Linked DNA regions of Mus musculus: all the other regions are linked to region 5. The links are chromatin contacts, called in public promoter capture Hi-C maps. All regions are on one chromosome and are shown on one strand. Each heading gives the region's core, a stretch centred on a gene start, on an enhancer-like site or on the middle of the called end of the contact. The rest is flanking DNA. Distances are from core to core; before and after follow the strand shown. Region 1 overlaps Gm26578 (a long non-coding RNA gene). Region 2 holds the start of Eri1 (exoribonuclease 1). Region 3 holds the start of Dusp4 (dual specificity phosphatase 4). Region 4 holds the start of Nrg1 (neuregulin 1). Region 5 holds the start of Ubxn8 (UBX domain protein 8).

The links. Promoter capture Hi-C pulls out the DNA fragments that hold promoters and counts their contacts.
Region 1: a contact with region 5 is called in a promoter capture Hi-C map of the 3T3-L1 cell line, with 6 times the contacts expected there. The contact joins the enhancer-like site here to the promoter of Ubxn8 in region 5. A contact is called at or near these places in 5 of 39 promoter capture datasets (the 3T3-L1 cell line, cranial neural crest, frontonasal cranial neural crest and 1 more) and 3 of 115 datasets of contacts at active chromatin or transcription factors (astrocytes, embryonic forebrain and extraembryonic endoderm stem cells).
Region 2: a contact with region 5 is called in a promoter capture Hi-C map of pre-B cells, with 5 times the contacts expected there. The contact joins the promoter of Eri1 here to the promoter of Ubxn8 in region 5. A contact is called at or near these places in 2 of 39 promoter capture datasets (liver and pre-B cells) and 2 of 9 other capture datasets (adipose tissue and liver).
Region 3: a contact with region 5 is called in a promoter capture Hi-C map of pre-B cells, with 3 times the contacts expected there. The contact joins the promoter of Dusp4 here to the promoter of Ubxn8 in region 5. A contact is called at or near these places in 2 of 39 promoter capture datasets (the C10 cell line and pre-B cells), 1 of 115 datasets of contacts at active chromatin or transcription factors (pancreatic cancer cells) and 1 of 9 other capture datasets (adipose tissue).
Region 4: a promoter capture Hi-C map of hippocampal neurons shows a contact between it and region 5, with 2.3 times the contacts expected there. The contact joins the promoter of Nrg1 here to the promoter of Ubxn8 in region 5. A contact is called at or near these places in 1 of 39 promoter capture datasets (hippocampal neurons) and 3 of 115 datasets of contacts at active chromatin or transcription factors (the NIH/3T3 cell line, acute myeloid leukemia and embryonic forebrain).

The regions. Positions count from the first base shown.
Region 1 is chr8:32,014,819-32,017,518 of GRCm38.p6, reverse strand. It overlaps Gm26578 (a long non-coding RNA gene), which reads right to left. Exons shown (of 3, transcript XR_870305.3): 2 at 2,246-2,305; 3 at 1-1,447. It also overlaps a transcript of Nrg1 not described here. Among named protein-coding and RNA genes, the nearest start is that of Gm26578, 6.2 kb to the right of the region's middle. Within about 2 kb of position 1,343, at least 4 of the 459 cell types and tissues checked have an H3K27ac peak or open chromatin away from gene starts, as enhancers often do.
Region 2 is chr8:35,494,124-35,496,853 of GRCm38.p6, reverse strand. Eri1 (exoribonuclease 1) reads left to right here and starts at 1,321. Exons shown (of 7, transcript NM_026067.3): 1 at 1,321-1,582. The coding sequence starts at 1,487. It overlaps Gm51568 (a long non-coding RNA gene), which reads right to left and starts at 1,328. Exons shown (of 2, transcript XR_003947532.1): 1 at 1-1,328.
Region 3 is chr8:34,806,210-34,809,060 of GRCm38.p6, reverse strand. It overlaps Dusp4 (dual specificity phosphatase 4), which reads right to left and starts at 1,451. Exons shown (of 4, transcript NM_176933.4): 1 at 888-1,451. The coding sequence starts at 1,332.
Region 4 is chr8:31,917,394-31,920,117 of GRCm38.p6, reverse strand. Nrg1 (neuregulin 1) reads left to right here and starts at 1,275. Exons shown (of 10, transcript NM_001364423.1): 1 at 1,275-2,581. The coding sequence starts at 1,915. It overlaps Gm33223 (a long non-coding RNA gene), which reads right to left and starts at 564. Exons shown (of 2, transcript XR_378857.2): 1 at 518-564.
Region 5 is chr8:33,640,629-33,643,328 of GRCm38.p6, reverse strand. Ubxn8 (UBX domain protein 8) reads left to right here and starts at 1,353. Exons shown (of 8, transcript NM_178648.2): 1 at 1,353-1,479. The coding sequence starts at 1,392.

The sequences.
Region 1 (2,700 bases), core at 94-2,593, 1.6 Mb after region 5:
AGAATCCCCTGGTAATGGTTTAATGAAAAGGAGGTAGGTACTAGAGGAAAAAGGGACATTTTAAAAGTGAGTTAACATAGGCTGTCAGTTATGTTTCATACATGGGAGAGCTGCATAGAACCAAACCCATAATCCCCATAATACAGACATGCTGATACCTTCTATTAAATAGAAAGCCCAGGAAATTGCTGACCCAGCATGTGCTGTTCCTTGAATTTGTGTGTGTGTGTGTGTGTGTGTGTGTGTGTGTATGTGTGTGTGTGTGTGTCCACAGAGGACAGAAGAGGGTTTTATATTTCTCCTAGAACTGGATTTGCAGTCACTTGTGAAGTGCTGGATGCAGGTTCTGGGAGTCACAATCTGTTTTTTTCTAGAACAGCAAGTGTCCATCATACGGAGCCATTTCTTCCGCCACAGGGATGTGCTCATTGTCATGAAAATAATGATTTGTCATGTGACTCTGTAGCACCTTCTAGAAATATCAACAATGAGGGAAAAGTGGGGTCAAACTATCCTAATATAGGAGAAAAGCTACAAATAGCTTTTCTCTTCCCCACGGCCAAACCAGGGTTAGTTTGGGTCAGTCTCACAGATACGAGTCTCACAGAACTAAAACCATCTGGGTGTATGGGTATAGTGTTTTATGGGATCCCAACATAGTGTGGTACAATCTGGAGCCAAAGAAATGTCACTGGGAAATACTAATTCTGAACGTGTTCTTGTGCAGTCATTTGAATAGCTAGAGTAAACTTTAGGATTCCTGTATACTGGATATTATCCTAGGTGAGAGTAAAACTTACTGTGCCTTATGACTGAGGTATGTTCAAGGCTGGGCATGCAGTCAAGTGGCAGAGTGCTTGCCCTACCATGTACAAATCCCAAGCAACACACACACACACATGCACACACACGTACACACTGATAGATGCACAAGTGAACAGGTAATTTCATCTTGTACCTTTGGGGATGAGTTGGAACAAACTCAGTCTTTATGATCAAGCAGAAAAGACAACACTTTAATACTTTCCATATGAATATTATCTCCTGCATGGTTGCTCTAGTTTTTGTACTTTCTTCTCTTTTCTTTTCTTTTCTTTTCTTTTCTGTTTTTTTTTTTGACATTCACTTGGTTTCTGTCAAGTTGGTTAATTGTCTTACTAAATCACCTGTAAAAGATAGCTTACCTCCTTGTTGTTAATACTTGTAAAACTCTTTTCCCAAATGAATGAGGTTTGAAAGACATACATGCTTTTAATATACCCACCCAGAAGAATTCCCTATGTACAGAGTGTTGAAAGTTGGTCTGTTGTAGAGTACGCTGACTTCCAGGCCTAGATTCAGGCTGGAGATGACTGGAATATTCCACTGAGAACTTCACTCTTGGCTTAGCTGGGAACTAAACATCCCTCAGCATGTCAGATGTTTGAAGCATTGGGCCCAGGAGACACTGAAATGCAGAATGGTCATTTTCATAGATTTTAGTAAGAAACCTCAAATTATGTGTGAAAGATGTAAAAATACTTGTGGTATTATTCCTTGCCTGGTCCAGAAGTTGGAAGAGTGTGAGCCAGCTCCTTATTCCATGTAGCCCAGCTATCCTAATAACATTTTCAAGTAATTTCCTATAATCTGTTTTAGAATGCTTCCTACCAGGTGTCTTTTATGGAACCTACAGAAAGGAATTGACCTGCTAAATTGCTCTTGCTGTTCAAATATTTGACATACTAATTCATCACTCACAGCGTTTAATTTATATTTTAGCATCATTATAAATTTAATAGGGAGGACTCTTTTCCCAGGCACGGGAAAGTGTATTTCAAAGGAAAGAAATGTTAACCTTGGAGAGGATCTTGTGGGCTGATGTTTAAAAGCCATCAAGCCATGTGATTTCTCTCTTGGATATTTGTTAAATGCACACAGAGTCTGAGCTATAAGAATGCACAGAGAAGCCCATTTTTATCTGCTGTGTGCATAAGGACAGTGGGTAAGAGCAGAATGTAAAGAGGACTTCCAGCTGAACTCCAAGGTGTTTCCAAGGCAGCCAGGGAGAGTCACTTGATTCAGTGATTAGATGGAGGCAGACCACTGTTGTGTGGAGTGAGAAGTAAGCTGGTGGAAAGAGAAGCTGTACATCCCAGGCTTGGAGCAAGGAGAGGTCATTAAGCCTGCTCACGAGGCTGTGTTTGTAGATTTAGACCAAGGGAATGGACAGAGCCAGGAATCATAGCACACAGGTGAAACTCACAAAGGCGATTTAAAGAAAACACCTTGACATTCTGTCATTCTGTGCAAGCCGCCTTCTCACCTGTTGAGAGATGGGAGAGATAAGTGAAGATTTTAATCTTTTTATTTTATTTTTGAATTCTACCTATACTGATCTGTTATTTGATGGGTTATGAGCATGCCTTGTGCCCACAGAGTTCAGAAGAGTTCAGATTCTCTGGCGTGGGAGTTACAGGTGGTTGTGAGCCACCATGTGTGCTGGGTATTGAAATCACGTCCTCTGCAAGGGCAATAAGTGTTCTTAGCTAACTCTTCAGACCAAGAGTTTTATTTTTTGATTTGTTTTTAAAAGGCTTCTTTTTTGTTGGATACGTGGAGGGCTTCTCTATTGTATGCAAGTATATTGGGTTACAACCCCAGCACTGAAATAAATGAAAATAAATCAACTAATAGATTATTTTAACAGAAGTTATCACA
Region 2 (2,730 bases), core at 72-2,571, 1.9 Mb before region 5:
TGTGTGAGAAATACCAAGTAAGAGTCTTGTCTTATGACAAGTGTTTAACCATGACCAAGGCAACTCTTAGAAGGATAGCGTTTAATTGGGGCTGGCTTATAGGTTCAGAGGTTCAGTCCATTATCATCAAAGTGGGAGCATGGCACCATCCAGGCAGGCATGGTACAGGAGAAGCTGAGAGTTCAACATCTTGCTCCAAATGCAAACAGGAGAAGACTGACTTTCAGGCAGCCAGCATGAATGAGGGTCTTAAAGCTCATGCCCACAGTGACAGACTTCCTCCAACAAGGCCACATCTACTAATAGTGCCACTCCCTGGGCCAAGCATATTTAAACCACCACAAGTCTTTTCTATGGATACTATAAAACTTGGGTTTAAGACAAAGAATTGAAATCTTTTTATCTTCCTCCACCTTGTGAGACTTTTAATGAAAATGTTTCGATCCTTCAGATCCAGAAAAACTACTGTTTACTCAAAGAACTGCTCCTTTATTCCAATGGCCCCTTTCCCCATCCTCCACTTCCTGTGCACCAATTCTTTTCAGACTAGCCAATCAAATCAGGCTGTGAAACAACGGGACCTCAAATCAGGAGGAAGAGACACACACAGGCCACACCCTAAGTTAAAATAATCACCAAACACACTTCCTGACTTGTATGTATTCACTCTTCGAGCATACCCGCTTGATAAAGAGTAAAGTTCATCTTGCCCAGACACTTAAGTTGGAATGGTAGTTTCTTCCTTCGCCTCTCAAAAACACCCACATGGCAACTCCCATGTTGGGTTCTAACTCCAATCCCAGGGACAACGCTCTCTTCAGCCTCCCTGGGGTACTGCACACACGCGGTGCAGACATGCTCGCAGGTAAAACACCCATAAACACAAGGGGGGGGGGTGGAGACGAATGAAAATGATTTTTAAAAACGTCCCCAAATGCCAAACAGCATTGGAAAGGATGCAATCCTGTAGATTTCAGCGTTGTGGAATCTAGACCCTAGGAACGCATCTGCAGAAGGGCATACATAGACTACACTGGTCGTTGTCAAAGCAGCTTCTGCTACAGTGGGGGAAAAAAAGTAAATAGATTTTGAGTTACTGGGAGGAAAGACCTTAGAACTTGCAGCAAACACTAATTAGGGCAGCTTCACGCGCGCATCCCAGGCAACCGGCGCAGCACCATTTTCGAACCTGCGGGCTACCCACGCCCACTTCCCCAAATCGCTCGCCTCCCGGGCTCTCTCCCGCCGCCGTCCTACCGCGCGCGCGCGGGGAGAAAAAGGAGGGGACCCGCCCACTGCGCCTGCGCGGCGTGACAACGCCACACGCTCCCGGAAGTAGGAGGCGTCCGGCGGAGTTTGTGTGGCGGCCGCCGCGGGAACGTGAAGCGCGGTAGTTTTTCAAGGGAGAGAGCGAGGCGGCTTCCCGCGGGTCTCGGTGGACCGACAGTGAGCGTCCGCGGCCGTCTCGCGGCCCGCGAGAGGCGGCATGGAGGACGAGCGGGGCCGGGAGCGTGGCGGCGACGCGGCGCAGCAGAAGACGCCGCGGCCGGAGTGTGAGGAGTCCCGGCCGCTGAGCGTGGAGGTGAGGTCGGGAGCTCGCGCGCGCGTGCGGGGCGGCCTCGCTCGCTCCCCTGCTCCGTCCTAGTCGGGGCGAGCATCGTCGGCCTCGAGAGGGAGGAGGTCAGGCGGGAAGTTCCGAGTGAGAATTCCGCGTAAACATTCGGCGCGCGCGGGCGCACTGCCGTTCCATCAGCCCCGTGGCGCTGATTGGCTGGGTTCTCTCCAGCGCCCACCCTCCCCGCCAGATGCGGCGGCAAGCCTTTCGGGGTGCTCGGACAGCCCGTGTCTTCCCAGCCCCAGACGGCCCACTGCCCTCTGCACCCCGAGGTGCATCTGTTCCCGAGAGGACCCTCCCCCGGTCTTTCCCCGTCCCCTACTGTCTCGCCCAGAACCCTGCCACGACCGGCTTTCTAAGTGATTTGCTACTTCCTCACGGCATGGGCAAGATCAGGAGATGATCCCCGGACTTCTGTTTTTCATCTTGATGAATTAGTGTTGGCTAGCGCCGCGGGTTGTGAGCGAGATGCTAAATTCTGTCGCTTTTTCGTAAGAGGAGTTGAGTACTGACACCCAGGTTATTCATTCATTGGCAGGGTAGAGAGATAGATGGCTTGGGTGTGAAAGGCTAGGCTCAAAAACCAAAATGTCAGAAGGTGGGTATTCCATAGAGGCGTCCCAATGCCTTTATTCTTTCCATTTACACCTTCGTGTAGTAGCCAGAATAGCCTTTTAAATATTATTTTTTAAAATGTGTGTGTGTGCGCAGGTGCCTCTGAAGACCAGGAAAGGAGGTATGGGTCTTGGGGAAGAGCAGAGTTTGTTCTTCATGGTTAAGCTGTCTATCAGGCCTCTAGAGTTTCCTTTTGACAGTCTGTGCCGAGGTTGCGCTGCGCATTCCGTGCCTTCTTCAGTTTGCCCCTCTGCTCAGTTCATATACACATCTTCGTCCACTCTGGCTTCCTTGTGTTCTTTTATCGTGGAGTGTTTTGTAACGTAAGGATCTTGTGCTCCTCTTGTCCGGAGCATGCTTCTCTGGATCTTTCCAGATTATTCCCTTTGTTGGTAGGTACTTTGGAAGGCTGAAGACGCTTCCATCTGCCCTCTCTGGAAAGATGCCCCTTTCATTTTAACATACGTTGTTGACAATATCATCTAAGTCGGTTCGAAAGC
Region 3 (2,851 bases), core at 202-2,701, 1.2 Mb before region 5:
CGCACCCTACAGTGCTCCCCAACCGGTGGCCGGCACACCGAGCGAGCTGGCAGGTGCGGCGAGCGGTCCCTCCCCTTTGCCAACGTCTGAGATACTGCGCGATCCTTTTGGGGTGTCTGACTTCTCAATGTGACAAGCCACCCTCTCTCCGGCCACCTAATTTCCTACGCCAGGGTTCGCTCGAACCAGGCACGCGCCGCTGGCAGAGTCGAGAATGATGTGTGAACAAAAGGTGGTAACTCTCTGCTCCCGGGATTAGCAGGAGCAGGCGCGGTTGTGCCTGGTGTCCCCCCACCCCCCCAAATACAGCACTTCAGCCTCCCTTAGACCGGGGCAAGTGGGGGTTGGCCGCCATCCAAGAAAGCTCTGAGTTTAGGCAGCGGGGAAAAAAAGAGATAGCTCCCCAGGTCTGCACCCCAATTCTCCTTTCCTCATTGACCGATGTGTATGAACTCCTGAGACAGCTCCTACCCTAGCATTCACCTTCCTTCACCCCCCTCTAGGGTTCCCGGGGTTATACCGAACCAGGCCTCTCTCGTCCCCGTGGGACCTAAGAGCGCGTTCTCAGTACTTGAAGCTGGGCTGCGCAGAGGAACCGCTGCCAGCATCCAGGCCAGAACCGTTCGCGTAAACAAACACGGAAACTCCAAGACGCGTGCGGATTGCAGGTGATTGGGGAAACGCGCCAGCACGGCCTCCCCGGGACTCAGGCTCCAAACCACAGCAAAACCGTTCACACTGACACGCACAAAGACACGCGAGGAAGGGGACTCCAGCACCCCGTAGTCACTCGGGTACTTTCCTCCCAATGCCCAGCAGGGCTCAGGCCGCCAAGTCCCTTACACTACCTACCCTCCCACCTCGCTCTCCCGGGCACCCACGTTTACCTTTAAGCAGGCAGATGTCCGTGCGCTCCGCGTTCCGGCGCAACGCCTGCACGACCAGCGACACCGTGCTGTCCTCCCGGAGACTCTCGGCGCGCGGGCTGCGCTCGTCGTAGACGATGACAGCCGAGTAGAGGCCAGAGCGCAGGCGGGCACGCACCTCTTCCTCGGCGGGCAGGATCTGCTCCAGGCTCACGGAGCCCTTGGCCCTCCGCCGCACGATGGTATTGCAGCGCACGTTCACCGAGCCTCGGATGTAGCCCGCGCTGTGAGCCAGAAACGGCCTGCAGTCCAGCAGCAGGCACTTGCCGCCGCTCAGCAGCCCCAAGGCGCCGTGGCTGCCGCTGCCGTTGCCGCCCGCGCTGCCGCCGCCGCCGTTCTCATCCCGGTTCATCAGCCTTTTGAGCACGCTGCAGTCCATCTCCCGCAGTTCCTCCATCGTCACCATGTCGCCGGCAAAACGCAGTAAGCTGGGGAGCTAGCTGGAGAAGGCCAAGGGCACCGGAGCCAGCTAGGCTAACAAGAAGGAACCAGGCGAGGGCTAAGAGGGCGCCTGCAGAAGTGACCCGCAAACTTGGCCCCAGGCTCTTCTCCCTCTAACACCCCTGCTTCCACCTCCCGCAGCCTCAACGTTACATAGCAGTCCCAGCCTTCTCTGGCGCCAAAGCTGGCGGGCGCGCGGCACCCGGGGCAAGCGATCGAGCAGGGGAGTGTGTTTACGAGAGAGGGCTCCTCTCGGTTTGTCGCCTCTGGTGTGTTTTGCTAGCTAGGGCTGCTTCTGCCGTGGGCTCCGCCGTTTCCCCCACCGCTGCACCGCCGGAGCTGCACGCACTGCCCCAGCCAGAGTTTCCTCCTCTGGCTTAGAGATTTATTAATGCTCGCCGGCTCTCCCGGGGGAGGGAAGAGTCATTACTACCTCGCCAGGCCCCGCCCCCAACGCAAGCTTCCCGCCCCGCCCCCACCCCGGCTCGTGAATGGAGCGCCGGCCCCCTCGCACCCAGTCACGGGGACTCGACGTCACAAAGAGAGGAGTAAACAGGGCGCTCGGTGCTGGCTGCCAGGCCCATTCATAAAACGGAGACCTAGAGGAAGAAAAGGAGGCAGCCTCCGACCCGCCCGCGAGCCGGCGGCTCGGGGACTTTGTGAATGGAGCCGCGGCGCGGTGCCCTGTCCTTCCTCAGCCCCGGAGCGCGGCGATCCTGGTAGAGATCGTTGCGGGTGGCGACGCGGGGCCTTACTGAGGCCTGGGCTCTCCGTGTGGAGGTCTTCACCCCTGCGCTCCCCCCCACCCCCCCGGCCTCCCCAGTCTTCGAGGTCTCGCTCCTGCAGCTCCGAGAAACCTGACACTGTGCGGCTGCCACCCCGTAGGGCTTGGGGACCTCTCCTCGCCGGACTTAATCTCGTTCTTCGTGCCCGGCCGGTTGTGTTTTGTCTTTGTTTTTTTCCATGCGATTCCCCGGACTTAGTTTATACATTAGCGTGATCGATTTCCATCCCGAGCTATTACATCTGGTTTATAGCTTCCCGCGGAACCTGGGCCAACGCAGATTTAGAAAGATGAAAGGGAAGGCCCTCGCGCCGAAGCCCAATAACAAAAGAGAGGTGGAGGGGTTTGTTACTTTACAACCCAGAGGGGGGCGTTAATTGGCCGAATGCTGTGCCCGTGCAAGAGAATGGGAGGCACTCGGGCCCAAGCTTCCTAAAACCTGCTTTTTTAACCATGGGGGGGGGGGGGGGGAATACCCGGAGGTTTTCCTCTTTGGTGGGAGTCCTCGCTTCCCTCCTCACACGCAACGTCCTCTAAGGAAATGACGGTTAAGGTCTACATTTGGTACGAAGGAAAAGATGCTGAAAAGTGCCCATGGGAAGAATGACCTTTTATAAAAGCAAATGTAATAAGCTAGGAGACGATTCGAGTTTCCGCATCCCTCTTTCCAGGTCACGTAGCATCTGCCACCCCCCATTTT
Region 4 (2,724 bases), core at 26-2,525, 1.7 Mb after region 5:
ACAAGGCACGCTCTGATTGAAAATTCTCAATACTGGCAGTGCGATTATAGCTGAGGAGATGTGGTGTGTATTACAGTGCCCAGGGAATTCAAGCCTCCTCTGCAGTGTGGAGTCAACATGAAAGGCTAATTTGAAAATGAAGCGGTAGATAGCGTAAGTGTTCCTCTTAGGTTGACATTATTCTAGCTTACTCTGGATGGAATAAGGAGGACTCAAATGTAAAGAGCAGGAAGACACTCGGGACTTTTCCCCTTCCCCCACCCCCCCTCACACCCCGCCCCGCCCCCGCACACACTCAGCATTTCGCTCTGAGCATTGAAAAAGTCTTTAGCCACAAGAAGGTGGCTGAAGGAAGAAGGCAGAGCTGTCCATGGTTTAGAAACAGTGCTCTAACTGCTGGTTGAAAACCGGGTAATAAGAGTCCTGTTAGTGAACAAAACTTATTAGAGAACTGGCTACGGAAGGAAGGAATGCCGCTGAACAGCAGGCAGGAAGAAATTGCTGTTGAAAAGCCTACCTCTCTGGGGAGGAGTCAGAGATCAGACTTTGCCAAGCCTCAGGTCTAACCCAGAAGGTCCCCACCTCCACCCCCCACCCCATCCCCCTCCATCCCAGCTTTGTTAGATTGCTAGCATCATCGATCCCTGGCTTTTTCTGACCCCACAGTGGGTGAAGAGGAGAGAGCCAGCAAGACTGAAAGCAAGCAAGGTGGAGTGTGGGATGGGAGACTGGGGCCTGCTTTGGTAGAGGGAAATTAGAAGGGGGGGGGGGGGAGGAGGCCGGGGGAGACCCAGTTTAGCTGGTTCCCGGCTGCTTCTCTTTTCTCTGGCCTTTATTCCTTGTAATTGGATAAAATAGGAACTCACTGGCGGACCTGCGTTGCTGGGTATACTGTACTTATTAGAGACCAGCTAGCAGTAGAGTGGGGACTGGGGGTGCGGGGCACAGGGGAGGGAGGGAGGGAGGGAGGGAGGGAGGGAGAGGGAGAGAGAGAGAGAGAGAGAGAGAGAGAGAGAGAGAGAGAGAGAGAGAGAGAGAGAGAGAGAGAGAGAGAGAGAGAGAGAGAGAGAGAGAGAGAGAGAGAGAATATATCTTTAGGAGGAGGAGGAGGGAAGAAGAGAAAGAAGCTATGAAGAAGGAAGATTGCAGAGGAAAAAGTGACTGAGCGCAAGAAGGACAAAGAGGAGTGGTTGGGGGTGGGGGTGGAGGCAGGGCGGGGAAGGGAGTTACCGCCCCTCCTGGCTCCTCCTGCCCTCGCATCCTTGTGCAATGGTACTGTTTGCCGTGATGCTCAGAGGGCAGGCACCTGCTGCTCTGTAATGATTCAGCCTCTTTCAGCCGCTGCGTTAACACGACAGGATGCTGTTGCTACTGTCGCTGCTGCCCCTCCTGCCGCCGCCGCTGCTGCTGCCGCCGCCTCCTCTGGTCTTGCTTTTGCTTTTACTTCTCCTGCATGACAGTTGTTTTCTTCCTCTAAGCAGACACCAGCTTCAGACGCTTGAGGTGAGAAACATGCCTTTCAGTTTGGGATACTGGTTTACTTAATCAGCTAGGCATCAGCTTGCTTCCTCTTTTGGTCCCCTGCCTTCTTGAACCAACCGGGATGGTTTGGAGAAGCCTTTGAAAGAACTGAAAAAGTGTCCCAGAAACAACAGCTCAAGATATTTCGGTACACTTCTATTTCATAGTTGCTAGAAGCCCTTCCTTTTTCGTTTCTTTTTCTTTTTTTTTTTTTCCTTTTTTTTTTTTTTTATCTTTTTCTTGCTTCCTCTTAAGCTCTCTTACTTTGGATAATGGCCTTGGACTTGGGTGCCTTATCGATTTCCCCCTTCAAGATGCTGTATCATTTGGTTGGGGGGAGCTCTGCATGGTAATGCACTGTGAGAGAGGCCGGGCCTTCTGGAGGTGATCCGGATGGAGATTTATCCCCCAGACATGTCTGAGGGAGCTGGCGGGAGGTCCTCCAGCCCCTCCACTCAGCTGAGTGCAGACCCATCTCTCGATGGGCTTCCGGCAGCGGAACATATGCCAGACACCCACACAGAAGATGGGAGAAGCCCTGGACTCCTGGGCCTGGCCGTGCCCTGCTGTGTCTGCCTGGAAGCGGAGCGTCTCAGAGGGTGCCTCAACTCCGAGAAGATCTGCATTGTTCCCATTCTGGCTTGTCTAGTAAGCCTCTGCCTCTGCATTGCTGGCCTAAAGTGGGTATTTGTGGACAAGATATTCGAATACGACTCTCCTACCCACCTTGACCCTGGGGGGTTAGGCCAGGACCCTGTTATTTCTCTGGATCCAACGGCTGCCTCCGCTGTTCTGGTCTCATCCGAGGCATACACTTCACCTGTCTCTAAGGCTCAGTCTGAAGCCGAGGCTCATGTTACAGGGCAAGGTGACCATGTCGCTGTGGCCTCTGAACCTTCCGCAGTACCCACCCGGAAGAACCGGCTGTCTGCTTTTCCTCCCTTACACTCCACTCCACCGCCCTTCCCTTCTCCAGCTCGGACCCCTGAGGTGAGAACACCCAAGTCAGGAACTCAGCCACAAACAACAGAAACTAATCTGCAAACTGCTCCTAAACTTTGTAAGTAGTGAGAGAAAGAAAGGCGATGGTGGCTTAAAAGAAAGGGTGGGAGGGAACTTCCAGAAGGCAAACTCTAGAGGGTTAGCTTTTTCCTTTGAGTTTGCATTTTAACCGGGAGGTTTTATTTGGTGAATCACGTGACA
Region 5 (2,700 bases), core at 104-2,603:
AAGGTTGTATTGGCCATCCACTGCTGGCCATTCAGTCTACCATCGCAAATGTTTTTCAAGTGAGCCTTCCCTGGAGAGAGAATTTACTTTTTCAAGTGGTTATCAGTTGGAGATAGTGGCTGGATTAAGGATGGGGATAGCTGTCTACTTCTTTGGGCTCTAGGAGCTTATCGGTGAAGATCCACACAGGCTCTGTGCATGCTGCCTCAGTTCACTGAGTTCACATATTTATCGATCTTTTTTGCTTTGGAGGGCCTTGTTTTCTCCGTGCCCTTCATCCCTTTTGCTCTTACTCTTTCTGCCTCTGCTCCTTTGGGGTTCCCTAAGGGGAGGGTTTCATATTCACCCATTTAGGGCTCACTGTTCCAAGGTCTTGGACGCTCCTCTGTATACTTTTTTTTTCTTTTGTTTTTTTCAATCAGGGTTTCTCTGTGCAGTCCTGGAACTCACTCTGTAGACCAGGCTGGCCTTGAACTCAGAGATCCATCTGCCACTGCCTCCCTAGTGCTGTGGTTAAAAGTGTCCGAAGTCCAAACTCCAAACCTTCACACTTTAGTCACTATCTCCTCAGGAAATTCTTCTCCACACTGCAGAACGTGGTTCTGTAGCACTCTATACAGACATTCCTATCATGGCACCAGACATCAGATAGTCTCTGTACAGGACATGTATCCCAGGGCTGAGTTTGTTTAGGACAAATTCAGTAACTTACACATACTTGGAACTTAAGCTAAACTGAAGAGCGACTGGGGGTATTGATGGTTGAGGACTTGCCAAGTTGGGAATCTTGTCAGTGGGAAGGCCCTCCATTCCTGAACTCTAAGTTACCAGAGCTGAGTCATGGAGTGGCAGGGAAGTCACTGTGAGGCCAACGTTAAGTCATAACTGTAACACGTGTAGGCATTGACAGGGAGAACAGTGAGTGGGGGGCAGGTCTAGGGAACTCTCCACGCGGGTGTGGGGCAGGAACAGGCACTAGGGAGCAGACCCCACTTTTAAGCTTCCCGCAGGACCTGTTAGGAAGAGAAGATGCTTAGTAACTAGTTAGCTAAGAACCAAACGCCCTGTTACCCCCAAGGGACACAAGGCCACCGGGCCTCGCAGCGTCAACCGCCCCTTTTAAGTCATTTCAGTCTTCTGAGCACCATCTTTTAGACCTGCACAGTCTGATAAGCCACTGTCATCGTGACCAGCCTCAGATCCACAGGACAGGGACCGTCCCAGCCGAAGGAGATGACCCGCGCCGTCTGAGCAATCGCATCCGGGCCCGCGCCCCAGCCTCAGGGCACAGCATCCTCCCTCCATTCCTCCCAGCCCGAGGCCTCCGGGGCGAGCTCGCGGAAGGCACGGCCGGAAGGGGCGGGCACTGCGCCCAGCGAGCCCTCCGCGCCATGGCTTCTCGTGGCGTCGTGGGCCTTTTCTTGCTCTCTGCTCTCCCTCTCTTGTGTCTGGAGCTCCGGCGCGGGATCCCGAGTCTCGGTAAGTGTTGCCTTTCTCCTCTCGGTGCTCCCAGCTGGAGTGTTGTCACCTGAGCGGCGCGGACCTCCGCGCGCTTTTGACTACAATCCCCAGAATCCATCGCGCCCGCCCCTCTTCCGGAACCGCCTCCATTTCCGCGGGAAAAAGTTCTCTTGATCTCTGGCCAGGGTCGGCTTGGAAAGGGACCCGAGTGAGAAGCGCAGGGACAGATAGGAACTGTTTCGCCTCTAAGAGTAATGAGAGCCGGAAGTAAATAAGCTGATAGCTGAGCCATGTTTCAGGTGAAAGCCTTTGTGTCATGATCAAGGAATGGATGAAAGGGAGTCCCCAAGTACCATTTCTGAGAATCTTATTCTAAGTCAGACCCTGTTTGCAATCTCACTCTCCACTACTGCCACAACGACTTGTAGGTACTGTTAGCCTAAAAAACAGCGCTCTGCCCCAGAGCAGGTCAGAGTTTATTTTGGAATCGAATCTAAATGTCCGTGGTGTTCTGAGAATACGGATTTGGGTTACTTCAAATTCTCGGTTCCACGGTTCCAAAAGTTTTTATTGTAACAGCCAAAAAAATGTCACAAAACACCTTAAATATATGTAGGTCCATCAGGGAGATGAGTTACAGCAACGTGTAGGAAAACCTCTCGCAGAGGGCTCAGGTGCTCACAAAATAAACTTTTGGATTGGTAGAAGGTTGTGGGCTAAGTTAATATATTGTGTAGGTTCCATGTGATAGGCATAGTTAGGTCAGGCATATAGGTGAACAATGAGTGACTATTAAGTGGGCTAATTAAAGCCCATAATAATCCATGGTTAGGCTCTGGACCTGCAACATTTGAACCATTCCATAGTCTAAAAAGTTCTTATCAGTTAATCACCTTCTGTAGAACATAAAAGTAAGGGGATACTTGAGTTTACAGTACTGTTAAAATCTTTACATTTGAGAGCACTGTGATTTATTGAGGACGATCAGTGACTAATTGGAGGTGGTTTTGATTTTTTTTTAAGATTTATTTATTATATGTAAGTACACACAGTAGCTGTCTTCAGACACACCAGAAGAGGGCGTTAGATCTCATTATGAATGGTTGTGGGCCACCATGTGGTTGCTGGGAATTGAACTTAGGACCTTTGGAAGAGCAGTCAGTGCTCTTAACTGCTTAGCCATCTCTCCAGCTCTTTCCTTTCTTTTTCTTTCTTTCTTTCTTTCTTTCTTTCTTTTCT